Linked DNA regions of Mus musculus: all the other regions are linked to region 1. The links are chromatin contacts, called in public Hi-C and promoter capture Hi-C maps. All regions are on one chromosome and are shown on one strand. The core of a region is the stretch at or near the end of the contact, and the rest is flanking DNA. Distances in the headings are between cores, read along the strand shown.

Region 1 (3,958 bases), core at 431-2,930:
TTTCTGAGTTCGAGGCCAGCCTGGTCTACAAAGTGAGTTCCAGGACAGCCAGGGCTACACAGAGAAACCCTGTCTCAGAAAAAAAAGAAAAAGAAAAAGAAAAAAACCAGATGGCTCAGTAGGTAAGAGCACTGATCCTAAGGTCCTGAGTTCAAATCCCAGCAACCACATGGTGGCTCACAACCATCTGTAATGAGATCTGGTGCCCTCTTCTGGTGCTTCTGAAGTCAGCTACAGTGTACTTACATATAATAATAAATAAATCTTTGGGCCTGAGCAAGCAGGGACTGAGTGAGCCAGGCCAGCTGGAGTGAGCAGAGGTCCTAAAAATTCAATTTGCAACAACCACAAGAAGGCTCACAACCATCTGTACAGCTACAGTGTACTCATATACATTAAATAAAATAAAAATCGGAATAATGTTACTTCACATATTATGGAGATTATACACACACACACACACACACACACACAGTACATACTGTGTGTGTGTAGTCCAGACTGCTCTCAAACTTGACTTCCTCATGCCTCAGCCTCCCAAATGCTAGGACTGCTGGTATGACTAAACATGTCTGGCTACTTCCACTTCATAATTTTTAAGATTATTTATAGTATATTACAATTCACTATTTTTTTTTTAAAGACAGAGTTTCACTGGCTGGCCTGAAACTTAATATGTAAACCAGTAGAGATCCATTTGCCTGTCTGCCTTCTAAGTACTGAGATTAAAGGTTTATACAGCTGCACCCAGTGCAATTGACTTATTTAGCATAATGTTCATATGTATGTGTTTGTGTACAAATGTAGTTCATTAGTTTCAACTGTCATATTATGTCTCAAGAAACACATATCTTTCTTCATTCATATTATTCTAACAAGAAATACTTCAATGCTATACCTACATTAATCCTCAACAGAACTGTCAAAAATATTTTAAATGAAAAGGAGCAGTTTTTCATCATAAGGTATCTCAAGATATCTAGTCTAGCCGTTTTTTTTTTAAAAACAAAACAAAACATTAATGGTCTTTACATCTCAATGCGTGGTAGAAATTTTCAGAAACTGTATGTTCTTTTACGGCTTAAAATGTTCTGATAGATGAATAAGGGTCAGGGGCGGGCATGTGGCATTTGAGTAGAGAAAGGTCAATGACAAAACACAGAAGACAATGAAGGTTTTCTGATCTGAGAAGGGGAGAAGGGCAAACGGTATAAATATGTGCTAGGTTGGACGGTTTACAGTGTAGCACAAGTCTGGGTATCCAGATAATGAATGAGAAGGCGGAAAACAAGCTTCCAAGAAGCAAGCGACTGACGCTAGGCGGTTGCTATGGCGACTAGGGGACTGGGTAGCCAGAATTCTTGATGTTCTTAGAATGCTTCTCCTTGCATCCTCTGTCTCTCCCTTCGGTGTTCCATCCATTCCGTAGGCACTCATTCTCCTCCCGCTTGATTCTGGCTCGCCCGGAAACGGGTCGCCATCTTCCCGCCTCTTCCAACATGGCGTCTAGGGTCTCAGGAGGGGCAAAAGCACCGCACAGGCGGGTCCGTCGGGCCGCACATGCGCGAACCGGAGCACCAGAGGGCGGGGCGGTGATGTCAAGACGTCGCCCCGCCCCCGGTGGTCGCCCCGCCTCTGGTCCCGCTCCTCCTCCCTCCCGCCTGGAAACCCGGAAGTGGAGGAGGAGGAGGCGCGGCGGCGGCGGCGGTGCTGCAGAAGCTGGCTGAGCCCTGCCCGGGAGGAGCAAGTGTGGGGTTGGGGGCGGGGGGCGGGGCTCGGCAGCCCGGGCGGCCAGGCCTGGACGGGGCGGGGGAGGCCATGGCCTCCGCAGAGTTGCAGGGGAAGTACCAGAAGCTGGCTCAGGAGTACTCGAAGGTACCCATCGTGGGTGGGGGAGACAGGGGTTTCTGGCCCGGAGGCCTCAGCTGGCCGTGGCAGCGATTTGGGATGGTGGGGGGGATGCAGAGGGCTCCTCCTCTCCTCTCCACCTCCTGCTTCCACCATTACGATGCCTCCACCTGCAGCTCCATGGAGATAGGGCCGGGCGGTGTCTGGGTCCGTGTGCGTCTCTGCAGAAAGGAGCTGGAGTTTGAGTCTTCCTTCTCGCTGGACCAGCAGGCTTAGAAATGGAATGACAGAAATCCAAGGCACAGCTCTTGGTGCTAGCCTGAGGGGAAGGGAGGAATGAGGGACCACCCTATGCTCTCTGCTTTCTCAGTTCGCCCGATGATGGGGAAATCACCATCTCCTTTTCGCGAGGAGATGCTTTTAAAGTTAAAACGACTTATTTGCCACCACATCAGTTTGGGAGCGTAAACGGCCTCATTGGGATGGGTGCTTTGGAATACAGATGTTGTCGCCACTGATTTTGACAGCTTGGGTGGTGGGGCTGATGTCTTTTTCTCTTGCACCTTCCTTCCGTGGAATGGGGCAGTGCACACCGCAGGTTCTCCTTAAATACAGAATTATGCAAAACAGGGACCCGGCCTTCTGAAGTGTCAGTCTTTCAAATGGTGAAACCTTTTTCTTGGACAAGGGTGGTGCAGTTTCTGGGTAGGGTTTTCTGCCTGAAGAATATTCTAATGAAGTTATTAAAGCAGAATCTCACGCCTTTGAAAAGGATTCGGTAGTCGTGTTTAATTTCCAATTATCTTGGCATTCACAGAAGCAATGAAAAGATTTCGCCCTTTTTCTAATTTGAAAAAAAAAAAAACCCAAGTGTACGACATCCCCCTTTATGATTTTATTAAGCTTGTATTTGGGAAGGTAAAGTGAAATATAAAGAAATGATACTGGCACCTAAGCGTGCACCCTTAAGTCCTCAGCATCAGATGGGAGCCTTGATGGCATTCAGCTTATCACTCACCTTGTCCACTCCCTTTGTAGTTCCGTCTGAAATCCTCGTAGACTTCTGTGGCTCAGCGCCTGAGATAGTGCATTGTCTTTTGGGGGAGGATTCCCTTGTTTGGAACAGTTCCATATAACGAAGGAGGGTGGGTGGAGGATGGCAGTGCCCAAATTTGCCACTACTATTTTTGGTTGAAAATGTTTCATGCATATAAAGTAAGGGGCCCGATTTCCATCTCTGGAGGGTAAATAACTTTGAAAGTTTGGTTCCAAATGGCCAGTGAGTAGAGTTCCAGAAGGGCTCAGAGCAGTGGCCGTGTTGCGGGAATAATTATATCACCTCCTAAAGTAATGAAAGGCATGGAAAGGTTTTATTCTTTTGGGTATGTTAATGTGTTCAACAAACTCATGTTATATGTGCACCCCGCAAGCAGTGTGCCAGGCTCAGTTGAGAAAGCCGGAGTTCAAGCTGCACAATCACCTTTAATAGACCCTTAAATTAGCGTGGCCTGCAATTATGATACAGTGTAGCAAGTGATGGTCAGCGCAGCTCAGAGGAGAGGTCACTGGGGAAGGGGGAGTTCCTTACACTAGGGAGTAGGGAAGGGGATGAAGAGAGTGGTAGCTTTCCATGTAACTCGGTTAGCCTATGCTGGCTGTCCTGAAAACATCTTAAGATACATGGCAGGCAGAGTGTGGTGAAGGGAGAGTGGGCTAGATCATGAGGGCTGTGGATTTCAGATAAGATGTGTGCAATGGGAAGGTCAAAGAAACCCAACCATCCATCTGTCCATCCACCCGTCTGTCCGTCCATCCGTCTATCTATCCATCTATTTATTAGTGTGTGTGTGTGTGTGTGTGTGTGTGTGTCTCTGTCTGTGTCTGTGTGTGTGTGTGTGTGTGTGTGTGTGTGTGTGTGGGTGGGGTGGGGTGGGGTGATGGTGATGGCGAGGAGGAGGAGACAGCTTTTGGGGGTTGATCTTCTTCTTCTTCTTCTTCTTCTTCTTCTTCTTCTTCTTCTTCTTCTTCTTCTTCTTCTTCGGGGTTGATCATCATCATCATCTTCTTCTTCTTCTTCTTCTTCTTCTTCTTCTTCTTCTTCTTCTTCTTC
Region 2 (3,958 bases), core at 809-3,308, 650 kb before region 1:
CAGGATGGACCTGGCCAGGAGAGAAGCATGCACACAGAGAGGGAGGAACAGAGAGAGAGGGAGAGTGGGGAAGTGGGGAGGAGGGAGGCAGAGAGAGCCTAGCCAGGTCATAAGGAGGGTGAGGAGCTAGGGAGAGAAGCCCGTGAGCTGGAGGAGTTTAGGGAAGAGGAGGCGGAGAGCTGGGGCGCTAGCATGGCCTGTGATCACAAGCTCTGAACTATGATAACGGTTGATCTGATACGTGGTGGCTAAAGGAAAGTGGGTGGGTAGTGCACACAGTGTGGGCACACCAGGCCAGGTACACACAGCGTGGCCTCACCAGGCCAAGGGATGATCAGAAGAACAGAGAGGGCAAGTATAATACAATGAGCTATTTTGAGAGACCATGAAGAGAGATTACATTCACCTAGCACCCTGTTTACAGTATATTTATCGTGGGCGCGCTCTGTCAGACACATGAGTGCTATTTATCTTTCTATTTGTTGTCAGAAGATCCAGTAGCTTCATTGGCAGCAATCTGTCAGGTAGTCACACTGTCCTTGCCCTTGTGGTCCGACACACATTCTTTTATTCTTCTCTTATCACTAACAGTAACCCTTAGATCATACATCACATACAGTGGAGGGCGGGGGTGGCTGGGTGTAGGAGAGGGAACATATTTCCAGAGACAGCCAGACATATGTTTATGGAATTCCTGTAAGAAGTCGGAGTGAAGAGTTTTGAGAAACCAAAACTGGGAAGCTGAAATCAATGGAGAGGCAAGGTGCAAGGTGAGTAGATAGAGCTGGTCACCTGGGGTAGAGCAGGACCCTGGGGACAGAGCAGGTCACCAGGGCTGGAGGGTGCTACTGTAGGGCTGGCTGCTGCTGACTCACGGTTAGAGGCGGAGCTTCGGAGCTGAGTCTGGCTGCAGAGGAGACAGGCAACAGTGGGGACTGAGCTGAACTGGAAGTCCCTGGTACAGTGGAGAGTTCTCTACTATTTTGTCCCCTGATACACAGAGGATGGTCACCTAACAGACTGTGAGTTGGGGGGAGGGGTATTGTAAGACAGAATTCCTCTTCAGATAAAGGAGCTCTGCCTCAGGACATCCCTGAGCCCGGTGTGTCCAGAGTGCGATTTTAACACACTCACATGCTCCTACAATCCCAGTTCACCTTGACAAGTGTACAGGGTGACACCCTTTCCACACTCAGGGATAAAACCTCCATCAGTCTGTCCTTCAACACTGGTGATGCCACATGCCCGCCAAGGTAGAGCCAACCTTCTCCAAAATGAACTCTCTCAGGGCGAGGCACAGCCCGAAGACCATGGGAGAATCATGCGGGGCAGGTGCGGTCTGCACTCAACAGTATTGTTACAGTGACCCTAGTTCCTGATCAATCTGTGTTGAATTCATTATTGTTTATATATTTAGTGTTTGATTCTTGAGAGAGGGTCTTGCTATGTAGCCCAGGCTCACTACCTAGGACTCACTATGTAGTCCAGGATGTCCTGGAACTCAGGGTAACCCTCTTTGCTTTGCGTTCAGGGTGCTGACATTACACCTTCCTGTGCCTAACTTAAACATTAAACTTTATCATAGGTATGTATTTTTTTTAAAAAACCACAACATATGTACTATCTGTGACATATGTAGTGTCTGAATCCCCGAGGATGAGGGGACTTGTTCCTGTCCATCTCATCTGTGGAATGGTGGGAGGAGCGCCTCCCAGATGATGGAGAGAACTCAAAGCTCAGGAGCTGGATGGCAGTCCTGGTGTAAAACAAGGGCGTCCACCCTCGACGCGACTGCCGGTTGCCTGGGGGAAATACTTGAAAAGAAAAAGTCTGCTTTTTTGGGGCCTGCCTGGGCTTTTGTTAATAAATTTCCAGTAGGGCGCTTCCGCCACTTGCCTTTTTTTAGAGACGTGAAGAAAGGAGAATTGAAAACATTTCCTATGTTGAAATGAAAGGCACTATTTAATCTTGTCACCATCTGCCTTCGCTCCAGGCTGAGAGCCTGCAGGCCTGGCTGCCTGTTTCCTAGCGACAGGACAGACACACCTTCCCCATTAGAGACACAGCAACTGTAGACAATGCCCTTGCTCCCCCGGGACCTGGAGTGTGGCCTGGCTGGCCCTGGACACTTTCCTTCAAGCAAAGAAACCACTCTAGCTTCCTTCTCGCGGGTCACACAGCAGCAGGCCTAGCCTTTAATTAACTCGAGAAGTTCCTGTGTAGTCTTCAGAACCCAGGTTCTCTCTTCCGCTGACGCTTCACTTCTGGGAGATCCACAATGGTGTGTTCTCGGGGCGCATTCTTTCTAGAAGCTCTGAGGGAGGCTCTGAGCTGTGCGGCCTGGGTCTTAACTCCCACTGGCTCCGGCGCTCTCTGACGCCCCCTGGCTTGCAGACAGGGGGCGCCAACTCTCCATCCTCAGGCAGCTTTTCCTTCCTGTGACTGTGTCTTTCCTGTCCCTTCTGGGGACATTCGCGTAGATTTAGGGCACAACCTAATCTGTGTTGTGTGTTCATCACAACAGTCTTATTTAATTACATCGACAGAGTCCTTGATTCTAAATAAGATCACATCCTGAGGTTCCTGGTGCCATAGCCTTTGGGAAGCCAGAAACTAACCCATGGCAGAGGCCTGTCATGTCACCTGCAGCTCTTTTTTTTTTGTGGGAGAAAGGGTCTGATAAGTAAATGAGAAAGGGCATGACCATTCTAGGTATTGTTGTAGAGAGGTTCTTATGGTAGATATGAGGAAGAAGGACCAAGAGAAGACCCAAGAGAGCAAAGATGGCCAAGAGCGGAAGAACCAAGAAAGCACGGCCTAAATGGCAGGTTTATGTAGAAAGGAGAAGCTAGAGGAAGGGTAGTTTAGGGAAGGGGAGGGGAGGGGAGGGGAGGGGAGGGGAGGGGAGGGGAGGGGAGAGTTTAGGGCAGAGAGTAGGGGTAGGGAATGGAGGATGGGGTTGGGGTGGTGAGAAATGCAGAGATACCAGGACTCTAACAGGAGCTTGGTGAGAACAGAGAGCGCCTGGAAGCCTGGGTTGTTAAATAGACACCGCTGTTAGCCATTTGTCCTGAGTTTTGGGGGGAGGAGCTGACAATAAGCTGCTTATTAGGTGGCTTTACCTCTTGACCCATAACTAATGTGTGCATATATTTAAAGCCAAGCTTGGGAGGGCAGGACACTGCCTGTAAATGTAGCCCTAACCCTCACGGCAGGAATCCAGACTGGTCATTGCCTCGAGCAGTGGTTCTCAGCCTTCCTAATGCTGCAACCCTTTAACACAGTTCCTCACGTTGCAGTGCCTCCAACCATAAAGTTATTTTCATTACTACTTCATAACTGTAATTTTGCCACTACTGTGATCATGATCTGACATGCAGGGTATCTGATGTGTGACCCTGTGAAAGGGTCATCTTCTGACGATCTGCCAGCTGAGGGTCAGCCACCCCGTCTAGCTCTGCTATGCCATGGGGGATAAGAACCTGCATAGCTCGAACAGCAGGGCTCCCCTTGGACCCTTCTGCCTTTGTAGCAGCATGGTGATCAGCTGCGTGCCTCACGGGTGATTCAGGCCCACCTGGGAATAGAGACCATGAAAGCTCCTGACCCCTGGCAGGGACCCTCCCTCTGTATAGTGTCCATGTGTTTGTTTTTTAGGATGGTGGGAATTGAACCCACAGTCTCCTGCTTATAAAGCAAATGCTGTCCAGCTGAGCTGTACCCCAGCCCCTCTCCCTCTTGGTCTTCTTGTCTGGATACAAAGCAACCACCTACAGCAGCTGAAACAGACTGAAAGCCTCCAGTCCCCAACTGTCCTCACCAGTGGCTGAAACCTGACCTTCTAAAATCTACTCCTTTTGGCTCAGTACATCAACAGGCTGGGTAGGGTGCAGGCTCTGTATGCTTGACAGCTTATATTTTGTTCCCAGTACCTAAGGTAAATCAAATGCAAAAACAA
Region 3 (3,958 bases), core at 634-3,133, 520 kb before region 1:
TATCCTTATAAAATATCCTCTAGATTAATAAAATATTAAATATAAGTTAGATGAATGACCAAAATTTCAATAAGGATAGCCAAATTAAACACCATAATATAGAAAGCAATTAATGCACTGGCTTCTGAGATGGTGCTGGTGGTGTAGGGTCTTCTCTGTCGTCTGGGCTGGCTCTAAACTCCTAGACTCAAGAGAGCCTCCTGCCTCACCCTTCTGAGTAGCCGGGACCACAGACATGTTCCAGTAGGCAGACAAAATACCTTCTTTTTTTTTCCCCCTTGCAGACAGGCTCTCACTATGTAGTCTAGGCTATCCTGGAAGTCATTCTGTAGACCAAGTTAGCTTTGAGATAACAAAGATCCACCTGTCTGCTTGTGCCTCCCAAGTACCGGGAGTAAAGGTGTGTGGCACTATTCCCAGCTGACGAAATATTGTTTTAAATTACTAATTTTAAAAAGGTGGGCAGCAGTAGTGGCATGTCTTTAATCTCAGCACTCGGAAGGCAGAGGCAGGCAGATCCAGACACAAGGCCAGCTAGGTCTACAGACTGAAGTTTCAGGACAGCCTGGGCTACACACAGGAAAACCCTGCTTCAAACAAACAAACAAAATTTAAAAGTTAAAAAAATATGGGGCTGTTGAGATGGCTCAGTAGGTAAGAGCACTGACTGATCTCCCAAAGGTCATGAGTTCAAATCCAAGCAACCACATGGTGGCTCACAACCATCCGTAACAAAAATCTTTTCTGGAGTGTCTGAAGTCAGCTACGGTATACTTACATATTAATAAATTAATAAATCAAAAAAATGTATGTGTGTTTTACCTGCATATATGTATGCACCACATATGTGCTGTGCCTGCAGAGACTCGAAAAGATACTGGAACCCTAAACTGGCTGTGCTGGTCAGCGTAAGGGCAATAAGCGCTCTTAACCACTGACCTGTCTCTCCAGCCCAGAAAGCACAGCCTCACCAAACACACAGTGCGTGGTCTCACTACGCAGCCTAGCCTTGCCTGCAACTCTCTTTGTAGGCCAAGCTGGCCTTGAACTCTGCAAGCCTCTGCAGGGGATGGATTAAAGATGTGTGCTACCACACCCAACTAACTCTGCTTTTAAAAAATGAGGCTGCACTCCTTGGAGAAGCCTGTATTAACCCTTAGGTATATCTTACTTCACCTGACTTTTCTTTGGTAAGGCCACACCCATGCTCCTGGCATGCCCTACTTTCTTCTGAGCATCTCTTTCTTCACACAGACATAGTCTATACTGAAATATCTTTGTTAAACCCCAACTCTGCTTCATAAAAACAAACAAACAAACAAATGTAAAAACAAAATGAGTTGGGAGTGTTGGCTGAAAACAGGAGGATCGGTAGTTTAAGGGCAGCCTCAGCTACATAGTCATTTTGAGGCCAGCCTGTGCTATAGAAGATTCTGTCTTCAATATGCTACTGGACTCCATAAATAAAAGATTCCCTCGCAAATCGCTCGGTTGTTATGAAATGTAAATGACAGGAATAACTTCTTGTTTATAGTACTTCTTGGATTAACAAGTTCTCCACATTTATGATAACCATTGTCATTTTCTTTTAATGACTCAGTTGTAACAAGAAGCCCACCCTTCCACCTCCCTTCCCTGCAGCTTCGGTGTCACACACCGTCCGTCTTTCAAGGCAACAGGAGCTATCACTCACCACAAAATTGGATCATTAGCAAGCTCACTGAAGCGTTTACACACGCAAGCAGCTCTACAAAGGTCTTGTTCCAGCAAATAAGAAAATATTTTTAAAACTACTTCATCTGGCAGCTTCTCCTGAAGATACTGTTCAGCGGGTGCTGCTAACAGAGATTAACAGACAGGACAGGGTCATTTAACAGGGTGACTTCCTCACTAAAGAAATTATTTTATCTAACAAACAGTGCCTTTACTGATCTATTTTCCCTTTATCTCTCTCTCTCTCTCTCTCTCTCTCACTCACACACACACACACACACACACACACACACACACACACACACACACACAATGTGTTATCTAGTTTGTTTGTCTGTTTTGTGTTTAAGGCAGTCTTGAAAAGCTTCCTAGGCTGGTCTTGAACTCACTCTAACTTCCTTTTCCAGCCCTTTAGCCTCCCAAGTGGTTATGGCTATACCATTTAGTGTGGCTATTAAAAAACAAAAAACAAAACCCAAAAACTTTTATATAAAAATAAGACAGGATGGAAAGACAGCTCATCATTTAACTTTGTACGGGTCGTGCGGAGGACCCTTTTTTGGTTCTCAGCACCTATAACCTGAAGCTCACAACAGCCTGTAGATCCAGCTCCAGGAAACCCAATGCCCTCCTTCCAGCTTATTTAGCCACAGAAGCACACATAATTAAAAGTAAAAATAAATTTTAAAATAAGTTATAGAGGGAAAGATTAGAGCTCTAAGTACTTTAAAATAGTAACTACTCAATATCTTCAGATAATATTTAGTTTTCGGTTTCACTTACCATATCATCACCATCATCACCGTCATCACTAGACTCTCTATATGGCCCTAACTGTCCTGAAACTCTCCAGCATGGTCTTGAACTCAGAGATCCCCTGCCTCTGACTCCTAAATGCTAGGATTAAAATCATGTGTCACTACACCTAGGCTCAAATATAAACTTTTAAAACTTCACTTCCCATTCAAAATACCTGAAAGATCTTGTGACTTTCCAGACACTCTTGCACGCTTTGCTCGATGACCAAAGTTTTCTGTAGTCGAAGTAGAGGCACCCTTCAAAACCAAGAAGAAAACTTATCAATGAAGTATTCCTACTGTATATAATTCTCTAAAAACGTGACCCATTTTTTTCATTACAAAAACAATTACAATGAACTAACCTCCATACTGCTCTTTGTAGGACACGCTGTTCTTTTTGGCAAAAGAGTTTTTCTGCGAAGTTGGTATGGACTATTTTGTGCACCAGGACCTGATTCTTCTGCAACCATATCTGCAGGAACATCATCTGTAAAACAGAAAAGAAAAATGGGGTCAGTCCTTTTACTAAAATGTCAAATTTGGCAAGAGAAGGAAGAACAGAATTTTGTATGGAATTCCAGCCGACTGGATGACTATCTGGCAGATATTCCACATCTTATAGAACTTGGAAAAACTTTAAGAAAAAAAAGGGGGTGTGTGAAGAGATGTGTCGTTCCGAAGAACAGGACAGAGCAGAGTGAAGTGAGCAGACAGGCAAGCCGTGCCACCGCAAAGTCTCGGGGGTGGGGGGGATGGGGGGGGGGTGGGGGGGATGGGGGGTGGGGGGGATGGGGGGGTGGGGGGGATGGGGGGGTGGGGGGGATGGGGGGGGTGGGGGGGATGGGGGGGTGGGGGGGATGGGGGGGGTGGGGGGGATGGGGGGGTGGGGTGGTGGGTCACCTGCTGTGTATTAGACACCAGCTAGGGGAAGCTACAGACTAAGAGCACGAGGGAAATTTGCAACAGGGAGGGAAAGGGAGCGGACTCAGGCAGAGCAGGAAGAGAGCCTCACCAAGGTGAGGGGATAGCAGACACTTACGCAGAACTAAGTAAAATGAGACCAAGAGCCGGGCGTGGTGGCACACGCCTTTAATCCCAGAAGGGAGGCAGAGGCAGGCAGATTTCTGAGTTCGAGGCCAGCCTGGTCTACAAAGTGAGTTCCAGGACAGCCAGGGCTACACAGAGAAACCCTGTCTCGAAAAAACAAAAACAAAATATATGAGGCCAAGTAAACACACAGGATAATGGAAGCCTGATTTCTGCTCAAGAAAACAGCTATAAATGTACACATATACATATAAAAACAAAAAACAAAATCAAACAAGCAAAGAACCAGAAGGCACCAGTAAGCCTTTTGATGTTGAGCCTAGAATTAAAGGTATAAAGTGTGAAGTTATTGATTTTCAGGCAGCTATAGAACTGCAGATGTAAATACTCAGATGTGC

The links. Promoter capture Hi-C pulls out the DNA fragments that hold promoters and counts their contacts. Hi-C and Micro-C count contacts between places; a contact is called where the count stands out from the background.
Region 2: a contact with region 1 is called in a Hi-C map of the N1E-115 cell line, with 6 times the contacts expected there. The contact joins the enhancer-like site here to the promoter of Ppp1r21 in region 1. A contact is called at or near these places in 1 of 39 promoter capture datasets (pre-B cells), 4 of 484 Hi-C or Micro-C datasets (the G1E-ER4 cell line, the N1E-115 cell line, pre-B cells and 1 more) and 2 of 115 datasets of contacts at active chromatin or transcription factors (astrocytes and embryonic stem cells).
Region 3: a promoter capture Hi-C map of the HPC-7 cell line shows a contact between it and region 1. The contact joins the enhancer-like site here to the promoter of Ppp1r21 in region 1. A contact is called at or near these places in 21 of 39 promoter capture datasets (the 3T3-L1 cell line, 3T3-L1-derived adipocytes, the C10 cell line and 13 more), 4 of 484 Hi-C or Micro-C datasets (B cells, bone marrow-derived macrophages, brown adipocytes and 1 more), 4 of 115 datasets of contacts at active chromatin or transcription factors (astrocytes, bone marrow-derived macrophages, embryonic basal ganglia and 1 more) and 4 of 9 other capture datasets (adipose tissue, liver, macrophages and 1 more).

Annotation. Positions count from the first base shown.
Region 1 is chr17:88,528,444-88,532,401 of GRCm38.p6, forward strand. It overlaps Ppp1r21 (protein phosphatase 1, regulatory subunit 21), which reads left to right and starts at 1,681. Exons shown (of 22, transcript NM_028658.4): 1 at 1,681-1,875. The coding sequence starts at 1,819.
Region 2 is chr17:87,875,608-87,879,565 of GRCm38.p6, forward strand. No RefSeq gene overlaps it. Among named protein-coding and RNA genes, the nearest start is that of Gm41649, 76 kb to the left of the region's middle. Within about 2 kb of position 2,059, at least 97 of the 459 cell types and tissues checked have an H3K27ac peak or open chromatin away from gene starts, as enhancers often do. A contact at or near this core is called in the N1E-115 cell line, astrocytes and embryonic stem cells, where this site is marked.
Region 3 is chr17:88,012,713-88,016,670 of GRCm38.p6, forward strand. Fbxo11 (F-box protein 11) reads right to left here. Exons shown (of 23, transcript NM_001081034.3): 2 at 2,876-3,000; 3 at 2,687-2,768; 4 at 1,694-1,838. Among named protein-coding and RNA genes, the nearest start is that of Msh6, 40 kb to the left of the region's middle. Within about 2 kb of position 1,884, at least 8 of the 459 cell types and tissues checked have an H3K27ac peak or open chromatin away from gene starts, as enhancers often do. A contact at or near this core is called in the HPC-7 cell line, where this site is marked.